Regions from separate parts of the Zea mays genome. Here region 1 is linked to region 2. The links are chromatin contacts, called in public Hi-C maps. All regions are on one chromosome and are shown on one strand. Each heading gives the region's core, a stretch centred on a gene start, on an enhancer-like site or on the middle of the called end of the contact. The rest is flanking DNA. Distances are from core to core; before and after follow the strand shown. Region 1 holds the start of LOC103652794 (acyl-coenzyme A oxidase 2, peroxisomal). Region 2 holds the start of LOC100280511 (BRASSINOSTEROID INSENSITIVE 1-associated receptor kinase 1).

Evidence for each region. Hi-C and Micro-C count contacts between places; a contact is called where the count stands out from the background.
Region 1: a contact with region 2 is called in a Hi-C map of root tip, with 3 times the contacts expected there. The contact joins the promoter of LOC103652794 here to the promoter of LOC100280511 in region 2. A contact is called at or near these places in 7 of 25 Hi-C or Micro-C datasets (bundle sheath, ear, leaf and 2 more) and 1 of 3 datasets of contacts at active chromatin or transcription factors (leaf).

What each region holds. Positions count from the first base shown.
Region 1 is chr4:7,434,401-7,440,509 of Zm-B73-REFERENCE-NAM-5.0, forward strand. It overlaps LOC103652794 (acyl-coenzyme A oxidase 2, peroxisomal), which reads left to right and starts at 3,674. Exons shown (of 7, transcript NM_001363512.1): 1 at 3,674-4,188; 2 at 5,795-5,910; 3 at 6,103-6,109. The coding sequence starts at 3,746.
Region 2 is chr4:7,129,725-7,136,060 of Zm-B73-REFERENCE-NAM-5.0, forward strand. It overlaps LOC100280511 (BRASSINOSTEROID INSENSITIVE 1-associated receptor kinase 1), which reads left to right and starts at 3,156. Exons shown (of 12, transcript NM_001153431.2): 1 at 3,156-3,264; 2 at 4,258-4,444; 3 at 5,888-6,017; 4 at 6,321-6,336. The coding sequence starts at 4,351. LOC118476862 (a long non-coding RNA gene) reads right to left here and starts at 4,261. Exons shown (of 2, transcript XR_004857668.1): 1 at 3,772-4,261; 2 at 2,999-3,679.

The DNA of each region.
Region 1 (6,109 bases), core at 2,424-4,923, 310 kb after region 2:
CACAACTCCACAAGAGCTCTATATGCTATCACAATGAAACTAATGCGTGAGATTGATGTCTTGGTGCTTAGAAGAGTTGTAGGAATGCTTGGTGTTCTCCTTCATGCGCCTAGGGGTCCCTTTTATAGCCCCAAGGCAGCAAGAAGCCGTTGAGAACAAATCTGGAAGGCCATCCTTGCCTTCTGTCGTCGGGTGCACCGGACAGTCCGGTGCACACCGGACACTGTCCGGTGCCCGATTTGTTTCCATAAACAGCGCAGCCGACCGTTGCTGACTGTTCCAGATCTGGGAGCCGTTGGCGCACCGGACAGTCCGGTGCACACCGGACAGTCCGGTGCCCCCCTTCCGACCGTTGGTTCGGCCACGTGTCTCGCGCGGATTGCGCGGCCGACCGTTGGCACAGCCGACCGTTGGCTCACCGGACAGTCCGGTGCACACCGGACAGTCCGGTGAATTATAGCCGTACGCCGTCGGCAAATTCCCGAGAGCGGGCAGTTCGTGCCGAGTGAGTCTGGCGCACCGGACACTGTCCGGTGCACACCGGACAGTCCGGTGCTCCAGACCGAGCTAGGGCTTGGCTGTACACAGCCAAGCTATTTGCACCGCTTCTCATTTCTTCTTCTTTCTGTTTCCCACACTTAGACAAGTATATTAGTACACAAAACCAATGTACTAAGACTTAGAAACATACCTTTTATCTTGATTTGCACTTTGTTCCTCTAGAAGCATAAATACACATTTAAGCCCTTGTGTTGGCACACAATCACCAAAATACTTAGAAATGGCCCAAGGGCACATTTCCCTTTCAACATCTCTTGCGAGTCTGCCAATCTTGCTTGTTGGACGGTGATGTCCTTGCATGAGGCGAAGGACCAAAGTTCTGGATACTGGGCCGATTTGCAAATACCATCCCAGTTGTGATGCCATAGAAGTGTTGTTTTTCCATCACCAATCTCCACCCGAGCAATTCCCTTAAAGAATTCAAGAGTTTTAAGGACATCTCTCCACCAAAAAGAACCAACCGGTTTATCTAAGGGCAGTGAATGGCTATAATGATTGGCCCAGATTATATCGATCCATGGGATGTCAACTCTATTATAGAATTTATGAAGATTTTTCATGAGCAGGGCTTTATTTTGTAATGCCAAATTTATGACACCCAATCCCCCCTGAAATTTTGGATTGCGGACCGTTTTCCAAGCCACTTGAGGGGGTTTCTTGGCATTCAATTCTGCACCTCTCCAAAGGCAATGCCGTCTGAGTTTGTCAATATGTTTGATCACCGTTTTGGGGAGCTTGAGAGTGCACATGTAGTATGTTGGAAGTGAGGAGAAGACTGCATTAACCATTTGGAGCCTGCCAGCCTGTGATAAGAAGATAGAGGTTGACGCAAGTCTTTTTTCAATTTTCTGGATAAGAGGAAGAAAAGCACCCAGGTTGGGTCTTTGAAGGCCCAAGGGAAGCCCTAAATAAGTGAAAGGCATTGATCCAATTTTGCAGTGAAATGTATTTGCAAGGATTTCCATTTTCTGGTCTGTGACATTGATGGGGTAAATGTTGAACAATGGTTATGTATTAGACTCTGTGGATGTCTTGGACATCTTGATGTAATAAAAGTACCTTTCCGCTATTTATTTCGAGCATTGTGTGATGATGTCTAATTATGTAATCGCTGTGTACGTGAGTTTCTGATCCTGGTATGTACATGGTTCGCATTCGGTTTACCTTCCAAAACCGGGTGTGACATCACCCTTGCTGTCTCACACCCCCCCACAGGAGAAGTACAGGTGGTTCAAGAGGAGCCGCATAATGAGGAGTTCGATTCGATTTAGGTGGCGTCTCCCAGTTGACTTTCTGGCGCCAAGGATGGATTTTAGATCCTTTTATATTTATCTTCTATTTTGTAAAACTTCCGCTATGTAATAAATACTCTTATTATTGTGATATTTATCTCTATACACTCTGTTATTATATATGTTGTCTTCTTTGGCGCATGTATGAGATGCACCCGGCTTTATCCCTTAAATCCGGGTGTGACACCTTCGTATGACGTGGTCTTTCCATGGCATTCTGTCAGCCGCGAAGGATGCCTTCGCTAAAGGCCCCTTCGCGCATGGATCTGTGTGAAAACCGTTAGGACAGAATCGGGTCTTCGTTCGGTTGATTGAGGGTGTGTTCGGTCTTCGCCTACTAATGGCGTAACCACCTTTAGTTCAAAGACCAAGAAATATGTTTAGTTTTCTCTATATTATAGCATCGACACGCGTATGTTTAGAATGAGCATGCTTTATGGGTCTAGAAGAAAAGGTGATTACACCTTTTTATACTAGGACATGGGTATGTACTAAGGCCATGTTTGAAATACGCTAGAGCTAATTATTAACTGTTAAAATTAGCTAAAGATATGCATACAATCTACTATTATCTACTTTTAGCTAATAAGCTAATAGTTAGCTAGCTAATTTCATTAATAACTTTTTAGCCAACTAACTTTTAGTTCTGATGCATTCAAACGTACACTAAGGGCTAGTTTGGAAACTCAAACCCCCTTCGGGATAAGATGAGACATGACGATCCCTCAAATAAGATTGTTTGGTTCAGGGTCAATGGTTGGGACAGGACTATCCCAGTGTTGTCTTAGTTATCCCTCAAAATTGGAGGGACAAGAGAGGACGCCAAGGGACGTCCCTGTCCTGGCTATCCCACAACCAAACGTTGGGATGAGACGATCCCTCAAATAAGGTTGTTTAGTTCGGAGTCAAGGGTTTGAACAGGACTATCCCTGTGTTGTCCTCAGTTATCCCTTAAAATTGGAGGGATAGGAGAGAACATCATAAGGCATCCCTGTCCTGGCTATCCCGCAACCAAACACACCCTAAGGGGGTTGGAAAGGAAATTGGTTCATTTTCACCTCAATTTCATTCAATCCCAAAAGAGATTCGAGGTTACCGAAGTAGCCCTAAAGGGCTATTTTGTTTACCGGTGGCCAAACTTCTCTAGCCCAGGCAACTCTCGCTCTCAGGTGTTTAATTTCGAGCGCTTGAGACTGAGATCAGCTACCTAGGAGGCATTTGGAGCGCCTGGAACCGGGATCAATTGCCTCGGAGGACATGAACCAAACGAGCCAAAGTCTAACATGACCCGACACACTTGTGGCTCAGCCTGAGCTGTGTTTGGTTCGGACCAGAGAGACGTGAGGCTGACCGTTTGCACATATTCCAAAGCCCAAACCCCATACAAAAGCCAAGAAACACGGCAAGATACGCACTCAGCCCTTATATATCCCTGATATGTGGACCCAAGACGCACCACGGCTTTTTTTGGTCCCACATGTCATCAGGGTCATACGCTATTTCAAATTCCATCCGCCGAGCCTTATCTCCACATCACCGTCCATGCGCCGACACGTCACCTCCATATCCCGTCGTCGTTGCCTGCCTTCACCGTCCTAGACTCGTACGGAATCTCCCAAAATCATCCTCTAACAAATACATATCTACATCGAGCACCCCAATGAGGACTCAACCGTAAATACAAACTAGCAACCAAACCCAACACAAGGGCATAAATGAAAAACTATAAAACTTCCAGGGACCAGCCCGCGTCCGAGTCCGATACCCCCATTATTAAGGACGAACCGTAACGGCACCGCTTCCCAGGCTCCACTTCCCTTCGCGCGCACGCCTCCGCCTCCGCCCCCGCGACTTCGTCGAGCACCTGCACTTGCACCTCCACGGGCGCGCCCATGGCAACCGGATCCGCCGCGGGAGAGGAGTCATCGGCGGCGGCGCGCCGCCTCCGCCGCCTCTCCCTGCACCTCCTCCAGCCCGCCCCGGCCCCGGCCGACCGCCACCAGCAGCCGCTGGCCCTCGCGGCGTGCGCGCGCCGCGTCGAGGGCGGCGCGGACGTGGCGGCGGCGCTCGCGGCGTACCTCCGCGGCCGGCACCGCGCCGCGCAGATGCGGCTGTTCGACTTCTTCCGGGCGCGCCCCGACCTGCAGACGCCCGTCGAGCTGCCCACGGCCGCGCACCGCGAGCTCTGCTACCGCCAGCTGCGCGCGCTCGTGCGCGAGGCCGGGGTGCGCCCGCTCACGCTCATGGCCACCGACCCCGCCGAGTACTTCGCCGTCATGGAGGCCGCCGGCGGGGCCGACATCTCCCTCGGCGTCAAGCTCGGCGTCCAGTACAGGTCCGTTGCTAGCAGGATCGCGCGCCTCCGTGATACATTGAGCTCTTCACTGCTTTGCTTTTGTAGAGTAGTTTGCATGCTTCAATTGATAGGCGATGATTCCAGACTCCGCGTGTTTCATGTCGGTAGGTGATGGCGTTAGTTACCAGTGTTCGTTGGTGCTAGTTACTTAGTTATCAGCGGTGTTCATTGGTTGTGTTCAAGTATGCAATTCAGTATAACATGACCGAAGATCGTAGGGGACAGGGTACGTAGACCATGCTACCTAACTTATGGGTCAATTAACCGATCCAGCTGTCTCTACAGACACCTAGCAACCTTTTCTTTATAGAGCTCACATGCAATCCGTTGTCGCATTCAAAAGGATTCTAAGGATGCTTTGCCTCACCTGTATTGGTGCGAGGGGTTCTCAGTGACAGGGTTTATGAAAACACAGTTCGAGCTCGTTTTCTTCTCCATTATTTCCCCTTCTTTTATTGCGATAAAACTTTTTGGTTTGGGTGTACGTAGGATTTCAGTTTCCTTTTTGTGAATGAGGTCATGCTTAGGCTGAGTCCAGTGCACCGCCTCCCTCTCGCCCCTGCCACGTCAGCTCTCGCCTCCACTCTCGCCCCTGCTGCTCCAGTGCACAGGCTGCAGCAGGCTACAGCCTCAGGCTATAGCCACGTCAGCTTTTCTATTTCAGAATTAAGTAATTCACGCGGATTTATTTCAACGCTCAGAAAACACACAACATAATATTTTTTATTGAATTAAAAATTACAAAGTACATAATAATTAAAATAAAATGACATGATAATTAAAATAAAATTACATAACGGTAGGGGTATATATAGAGGGATTGGGGATGAAATTTGTGATTTTTTGCAATTTTTTTCGAATTTTTTGGACTCCAAACGGTCAAAAACGGCTAGTTGCAACGGCTAGCACACGTGGACCAATCAGATCGCGACACGTGGACCAATCAGATCGCGCCACGTCGCTCTCGCCCGCGCTCTCGCCCCGCCAGTGCCTCGCCTCCCTCTCGCCTCCCTCTCGCCCGGGCGGGCGCTCCAGCGCGGGCGAGAGCGAGGCGATATCGCCCGCTCTCGCCGGGCGCCAGCGCCATCGCCCGGCGCCGGCCTCTCGCCCGCCTATCGCCCGCGCGCGGGCGGCAGCGGCCTCTTCTCGCCCGCGCTGCCGCCCGCACTGGCACCAGCCTTAGCATATTATCATAAAGATGCATTAATTATTCAGGACAATGATTTGTTCAACTCAATCCCATGCAAAAATGTACTTGAGCAGTTGAAGGTTGCTTTTGGAGAAGTTCCTGCTGCGGCTGTTTTTCAGGCATTCAATTCATCAGACAGATGATAACAATCAATCACTTGCCTTGAAATCACAATCAATATGGACACTTCTTATCTCAGCTATATGGTTTTGTTTCTTTTGATGATGGGCCCAGATCCAAACTCTGTCGCCATATATTATCAGTTGTACATTTCAACATATTCGAATTTGTGAAAGTGTCCTTCTAGATTAAATTTTGTAGCCAGCTATGTACTCTCTATCTGATAGCAGTCTTAGTCTCTCATATAGTACTAACTTTACCTCCTTGCTAATGCAGTCTCTGGGGTGGTTCTGTCATAAATCTAGGAACCAAAAAGCACAGAGATAAGTACTTTGATGGAATTGACAATTTGGATTATCCAGGCTGTTTCGCAATGACAGAACTACATCATGGTTAGGTTCTCCACTTATATTTATTTATTATCCAATAATTGGTGCTGTCTCTATTATTTTGCTTAGCAATTTATCAATGTACAGTGCAGCTACAGTGTCTCAATACTGTTGTGTTCTGTTTATTTTGAATGGCACACAGTAGGGCTTGTACCCAGCACCTAACGCACTGTTGTGTTCTTTTCTCGCAAATAGGATCGAA
Region 2 (6,336 bases), core at 1,906-4,405:
ATCCCTTTTTTTGGGGGAACAGTTCTCTCTTTCTAGTTTAATTAATATAATGCCGAAACGTTTCTTATTCGTGTTGTGAATCATATTCTTATTCCACACTTGCTGCACGTATAGTATATATAGCCTTTTTCTTTGCTATACCAAACTAAATCAAATTATACTTTAGGCACATGCATGCGTGTCTCTTCGATTCCCTTTTTTTTTCACTTTGATCGTACATGAGGCTATGAAGCGCTGGACCATCGGCCGCGCCTATCCTATGCAACCTAGCAATTTTGCGAAACATGCGTGTATTTCAAAAGGCCTGTTTAATTTGAGGATAGATTTGGTGCTTAGAACTAATAAAAAATTACGGTCGTTGTTGCGCGTGCGCGCTCTCTGTACTATCGACCTTTTTGTTTGTTTTTCGAGCACAATAATACTCCTGTAAAAGCTGTAAAAATTACGGTCGTTGTAGCTGTGTGAAATGGAACAAAATGGGGGACGATGGCAAACTAAAGAAGATTCTTCTTTTTTTATTTTCTCTCGAGAGTGTGGTGGGAGAACAACATTTTTCTCGATCGGTTTATTAGAGCATCCGCATGCAGTAAGAGTTTTCAAAACCCACTAGCAAGCAATCTTGATTTCTGAAAACACCGCGCCTCTGAAGAGAGAAATTAAGCAACAAATACTAAAAGTACTGGCGCTTGAGGTGATGATTTGCAGCAGATATAGCAGTCCCCTATTTCTGACGGTAAAAATGATTGGAGAAAGCCGATAAACATGCTCTCTCTACTTTTTTTAGCGTATTCATTCTTGAAAAACTTAATGATTTACTGGTTATATTTTTTTTCCCCAAGAACAGTTGAAGATGCTCTTTTACGCTGAGATAGGGGGAGAAAAATGTTAGGAACAGAAGTGGCACGGAATGGATTAACTTTGGCAGTAATCGATAGAACATTTTCAACTGATACAGCGAGGAGTAGCCTTTGATACTCGGTAATACTTATAGCAGTATCATTCTTCATACTAATATCTCACTGTCAGTCTAATTAATCGTCCAGAAAGAAAACTGAGGGGAAAAAAAAGCAGCAGTACAGTATGCTTGACATATGTTGAAGTTTCAGTGAAAGCTCTCTGATGGACAGGCCGGGTTTCAGAGAGGGTCAAAAGCACTCTTTGTCTATACTATGTGTGTGTATTATATTATGCAGCACGGAACGTCGCAACCATAGGTCGCTACTTGTTTACTTGGGCAATTTGCGGTTGCTAAAAACTGTACACCCAACACCCTTTAGTGCCAGGAGCAGAAGAAGACTGACGACGACCTGTAATCTGTCATATCCACACGTATCCGTATCGTTGTTGTTTTCAGTGAAGAATAATGATGAGCTAGCTAACATCAGCAGCAGGTAGACTGACAGTGTCGCTAGCTACTCGCTAGTTTTTCTTCAAGAAATATATATATATATATATATATATATATATATATATATATATATATATATATATATATATATATATATATATATATATATATATATATATATATATATATATATCTAGCACGCAGGCAGCTTAGTTCACTTGCTCCACTGATTCTAAGCCGTGTTAAACAAAAAACTTCTTCTGCCATGGTTGAATCCACGTCGGCATGCCCATTAGCTAGTCAATGGGGAGGGGAAGCATTAGAGATGGCAATGGGTAAATACCCACCGGGTATTACTACCCCATACCCATACCCACGACACAAAAATAACCTCACCGGGTTACCCATATACGCTGGCGGGTATGGATTTACCCCCATACCCATACCCATGTGGGTATGGGTTACCCATCGGGTCACCCGTACCCACAAAAATTAAACAACTATCAAAATATTATACTATACAAATAGCAAGTATATCCATATAAATACCATTACAAAATTTTCTAGCATCATTTAACCATCCATTCAACACACCAAAGATAATTGGATAAAGTAGTAACACTGTGATAGTACTACATAGCACATTACATGGTCATTAAATTGTTGTTAAATAGTAAAAAAGTTGGATGACTGAAGTCCAAGTTCATGCTTCAGATAAGTTTATATTGGGTATTTTATACCCACGGGTTAACGGGTATGGGTGAAGGCAGAACGTTCTAATACCCGTTTACCCATTGGGTGAAGATTTTTGCCCAATAACAGACCCACGGGTAGAATATTTAGCCCACATACATACCCTAATGGAGTAAATACCCATCGGGTATCGGGTCGCGGGTACCCATTGCCATCTCTAGGAAGCATAGTCGTCTTAAACAATTTACTCAGCCACCCCCCCTGTTTTCTGAATAGTGTACTCAACTTGCTCTGTTTTTTTTGCTAACAAGTCTTGCGCTCAAAAGATGGCACTTTCTCCGTTCAAAAGCATTTGATCTTGTACCATTCAAACTCTGTCCCAGAACAGTGTGATCATCCTCACCTCCTTTCTTTCCTTCTAGTAATTTTACTGCAAAAACAGATCAAAATACCTATCTATCGATACTAATTATGTACTATAAATATTAGTATTTTCTTATGTATATTTAGTCAAAGTTAAAAATGATTGACTCCTCGAAAAAGTGAGAACAGATGGTGTAAGAGCATGTATAACCCTAACACTGCTGCACGGTACTCCAAGTATAAGGCACAACTAAAACACAATATAATACAGTGAGCGTGTCTAAAACATATGTCTTGCTATATTCATTGCACCAATCAGAGCATTCAATACATTAAATTGACTGATCAGCTAGTCTCTTGTCTCGAACATAGAGCCAAGACACAGTGTCTTTGTTAAGATACGTGTCTTGAGTTTTTTTTTACGTTTTTTTACATTTACTCTCTTAGATACACTCGAAGATATAGCTCAAGACATATATTGTATGTACCCCTAATATGGAAAGGAGGGTGTAGGGCCATGTTATGATATTAGAAGACCTACTAGTGGGCTAATTTAGTATGCTAAAGATAGATCTCCGTGCTGATATGGGTACGTGAGCCTCAGCATCGACAGCCCTAGGATTACAAGCGGACGGTTCAGATATATCAATCAAGTGGATGGAGAATCTGTACTGCACGGCAGCCAATCCAAGCCGTTCGCGCGCGATCCAGTGAGCGCTCCGATAAATTTTGACCATTCCATTGTCTTCACACCCTCTCAGTCTCTCAGTGCTGATACTTCTCTCCACTCTCCTCTTTCTTTCCCTGTCCCGACAGAGTTCGAGGAAGCTGGGGTGGGCCTGATGCTTCTCCTTCTCTTGGTAAGTTCTAGCTTGCCGGTCTTCCCTGCTGTGTGCTTGCTCGGCTTCTTCTCTTCTCTGAGCATCTGTTCGCTTCACTGCTGCTGCTGGTGCTGGATTGCCAGTTCTTCCTTGCCGCAACCGCAAGCTCAGTTGCTTTGCTCACGTACAATTATTGCCTCGTTGACTTCTTCTCGTCACCGTCGTCTTCGTCTTCCCAGTATCTGTTTGCTTGACTCTTGATTGCTTGCTCGCCATTAGAGCGGTTCCCCCCACCCCTGTGCTTCTGGCCTTATTGCCGCCTGTGCTTCTTGCTTGCTTGCCTTTTGTGGCGAAACCAATGGAAGCATAGCTGCAAACAACAAGCTTTGTTTCAGCCCAAACACTACTCCGAACAGGAGAACGCTGCCTCTAGCGACCCCAAGTTTCTTTCCACCTGCATAGCAAAACGGACAGTAAATGAGTGAGAAAGTTCCACCTGCACCGCATAGCATGATCCCTAGTTCTTGAAACAGAGTAGGAACTGACCTTTCGGAAGTTGCTACGTAGGCGCTAAAAAAAGGAGTAGACAGAAACATGCTTACTGGACTTTGATGCTCTCTGGCACAACTGGCAGCGACTCCACTTCGCTGCACATTTCCACTTCGGTGATTACTAAATAATAAAAAAAAGGAGGGGAGGCTTTTGTCATGTACTATGGAAATATAGGGGCTGGCTGTAGTAATCCACAAGGTCTGTAGGGTCATTAGGTCCCATTTAGATAAGGATAACCTCACTCGATCCGGATCCTGTACTCACAGCCTATTTAGGTGCCGAATGAAGTTTCCTTTTAATTTGTGAGAAATGCATGGGAGGAAACTTCTGGATACTATTGAGCACCACACAAAAGACTCATTTCACACATACAAACCTTTTTTTTTTTTTGGAACCATGCCGAATGAAGTCTCCTTTGTGTGTTTTGAACCATTCTTCTATGTTTGCTGTCCTCTTACACGCTCTGTTTCCTTGGTGCAGCAGTCTAGCGTCCATTCCACTTCGCAAGGGCTTTTCTTTCTGTTTTAAGTAAAACGGATCCAGCAACGCACCAGTTCCTGAAACAGAAACGTGATGATGGATTCAGTAAGCATGAAGCTGTTAGCTTTTGTGTTCCTTCTGTTGCGATGCCAGCGGGCATCGCTTGCTCTTGCTGTCGACTTCCAAGGTATGGCCATGGCTTTAACGTTTCCACCAAATAAGGTGCCCTTTATTAATTAGATAAGCAATTTATATATGTGTATTTATAAACTGAAACTTTGATTATGACTGACAAGCTTTCATCAGAGCCATACAAATTATTTGGTATTATGGACTAGATTATCTCTACTTCAAAGGATTTATCATCCGAATGAGGAGTGAGAGCCTGCAGCCCAGCCCTTCGCAACAGATTAAACCAAAACCCTCGAGCGAAGACACACTCCAACAATAGGTGGTTAATGGTTTCCTCCGCTTGACCACAGTCTGGACAGCTTGTAGGATGTGGGAGATTTCTTTTTGCTAATTGATCAGCTGTCCAACACCTATACCGAATTACCAGCCACACAAAGAACCGACATTTACCAGGAGGCCAAAGATTTCCAAATCCTTTCCCATGATCTGAAGATCACCCTTCCCTGAAATAGATTTCATAAGCCGATTTTGCGGAGTACTAGCCATCACAAGACAACCCTCCAAACATGGACATCATCAATCCCAGGCTGTAACACCAACTCGGAGAGCAAATCCCAGAGACTAAGAAACTCATTAATAACTCCAAAAGTTAGAGCTCCCTAGATATCCATCACCCAAGAGTGATCAGTAAGAGCTTCATGTACTGTCCTTTTGCTAATTCTCATCTTGGGAACTGTTGCAAAGACTTGTGGTGCAAGGTCAGCAATTCTCTGACCCTGAATCCATCTATCCGACCAAAACAGGGTTGCTGCCCCATTGCCCACCTCTGAAACCACTGCTATGGAGAAGAAAGCTTGTGCACATTTATGTACAGGTATATGAAAACGAGACCAGCGAAAATTAGGATCTGTTTTCTTCAACCAAAGTCACCTCTCCTAAGAGCCGAACTAAGATTTTGAAGATTGGAGATCCGCAGGCCACCTAATTCTTTAGGGAGGCACAATTTAGTCCATGCCACAAGACAATGGCCACCTTTTGCATCTGTCTTTCCTTGCCAGAGGAAACCTCTCCTTATTTTGCCATTTGCCTTAATGGTCCATGAAGGGAGGTCGATGGCCATTACCAAATACACCAGCATCAGGGTTAACACATGTTGCACTAAAATCATGTGGCCTTCCTTAGTTAGTAGGTCAGGCCTTCCAACCTGACAGCCGCCCAGCCAAGCGTCAATATATGGTTGCAATTGAAGCCTTTGTTAACTTTTTTCAAAGATAGCCAGATTCCCAGATGTTTACAGGAGAAATTCCAATTGGTCACAAGAGTGCATGTATGTTAGCTGTGTCCAAATCTGAGCATTGTATTGGGAATATATTAACTGCTACAGAGATTCCAGATTGCATGTGAAAGCACTGACTAGATTCAGTAGGAAGTATTTCACCACTTTTTGAGAACTTGAGCCTACCTTGGGACCCCACAAATAAGACTGTTTTGTCTGCAGTCGAAGCATTGGTTGAAATGAGGACGCAACTTGGTGACAAACGTGGTGTCCTTAGTGATTGGAAGGATAATCAAATGAGCCCCTGCTACTGGGCCAATGTTAATTGCCAAGATAACAAAGTCACAACAATGTAAGTTCAGCCCATTCATCTCAACTTTCTACACTTTGAACTGAATTACTGCCAAAAAGGTAGAAAATTCACATTATGCCATTATGGTCATTGAACAGAAGGAAATCTTCAATTCTAACAGTTGACTATGTCCAAAGTGATTAAACCCCACCATTTGTAAAGGAGAAGAGATTTCGTTTGAATTGAATAGTTTCATGCTCTATTTTTTCCTAGTTTGCCTACTATTATAAGCTTGTGATGCTGTGTACTTGACTACTTGTGTTCACAAAACTATTTGCTTAGTTTCTCATTATGAGTTTGCAGAATTTTGAGCTCGTCA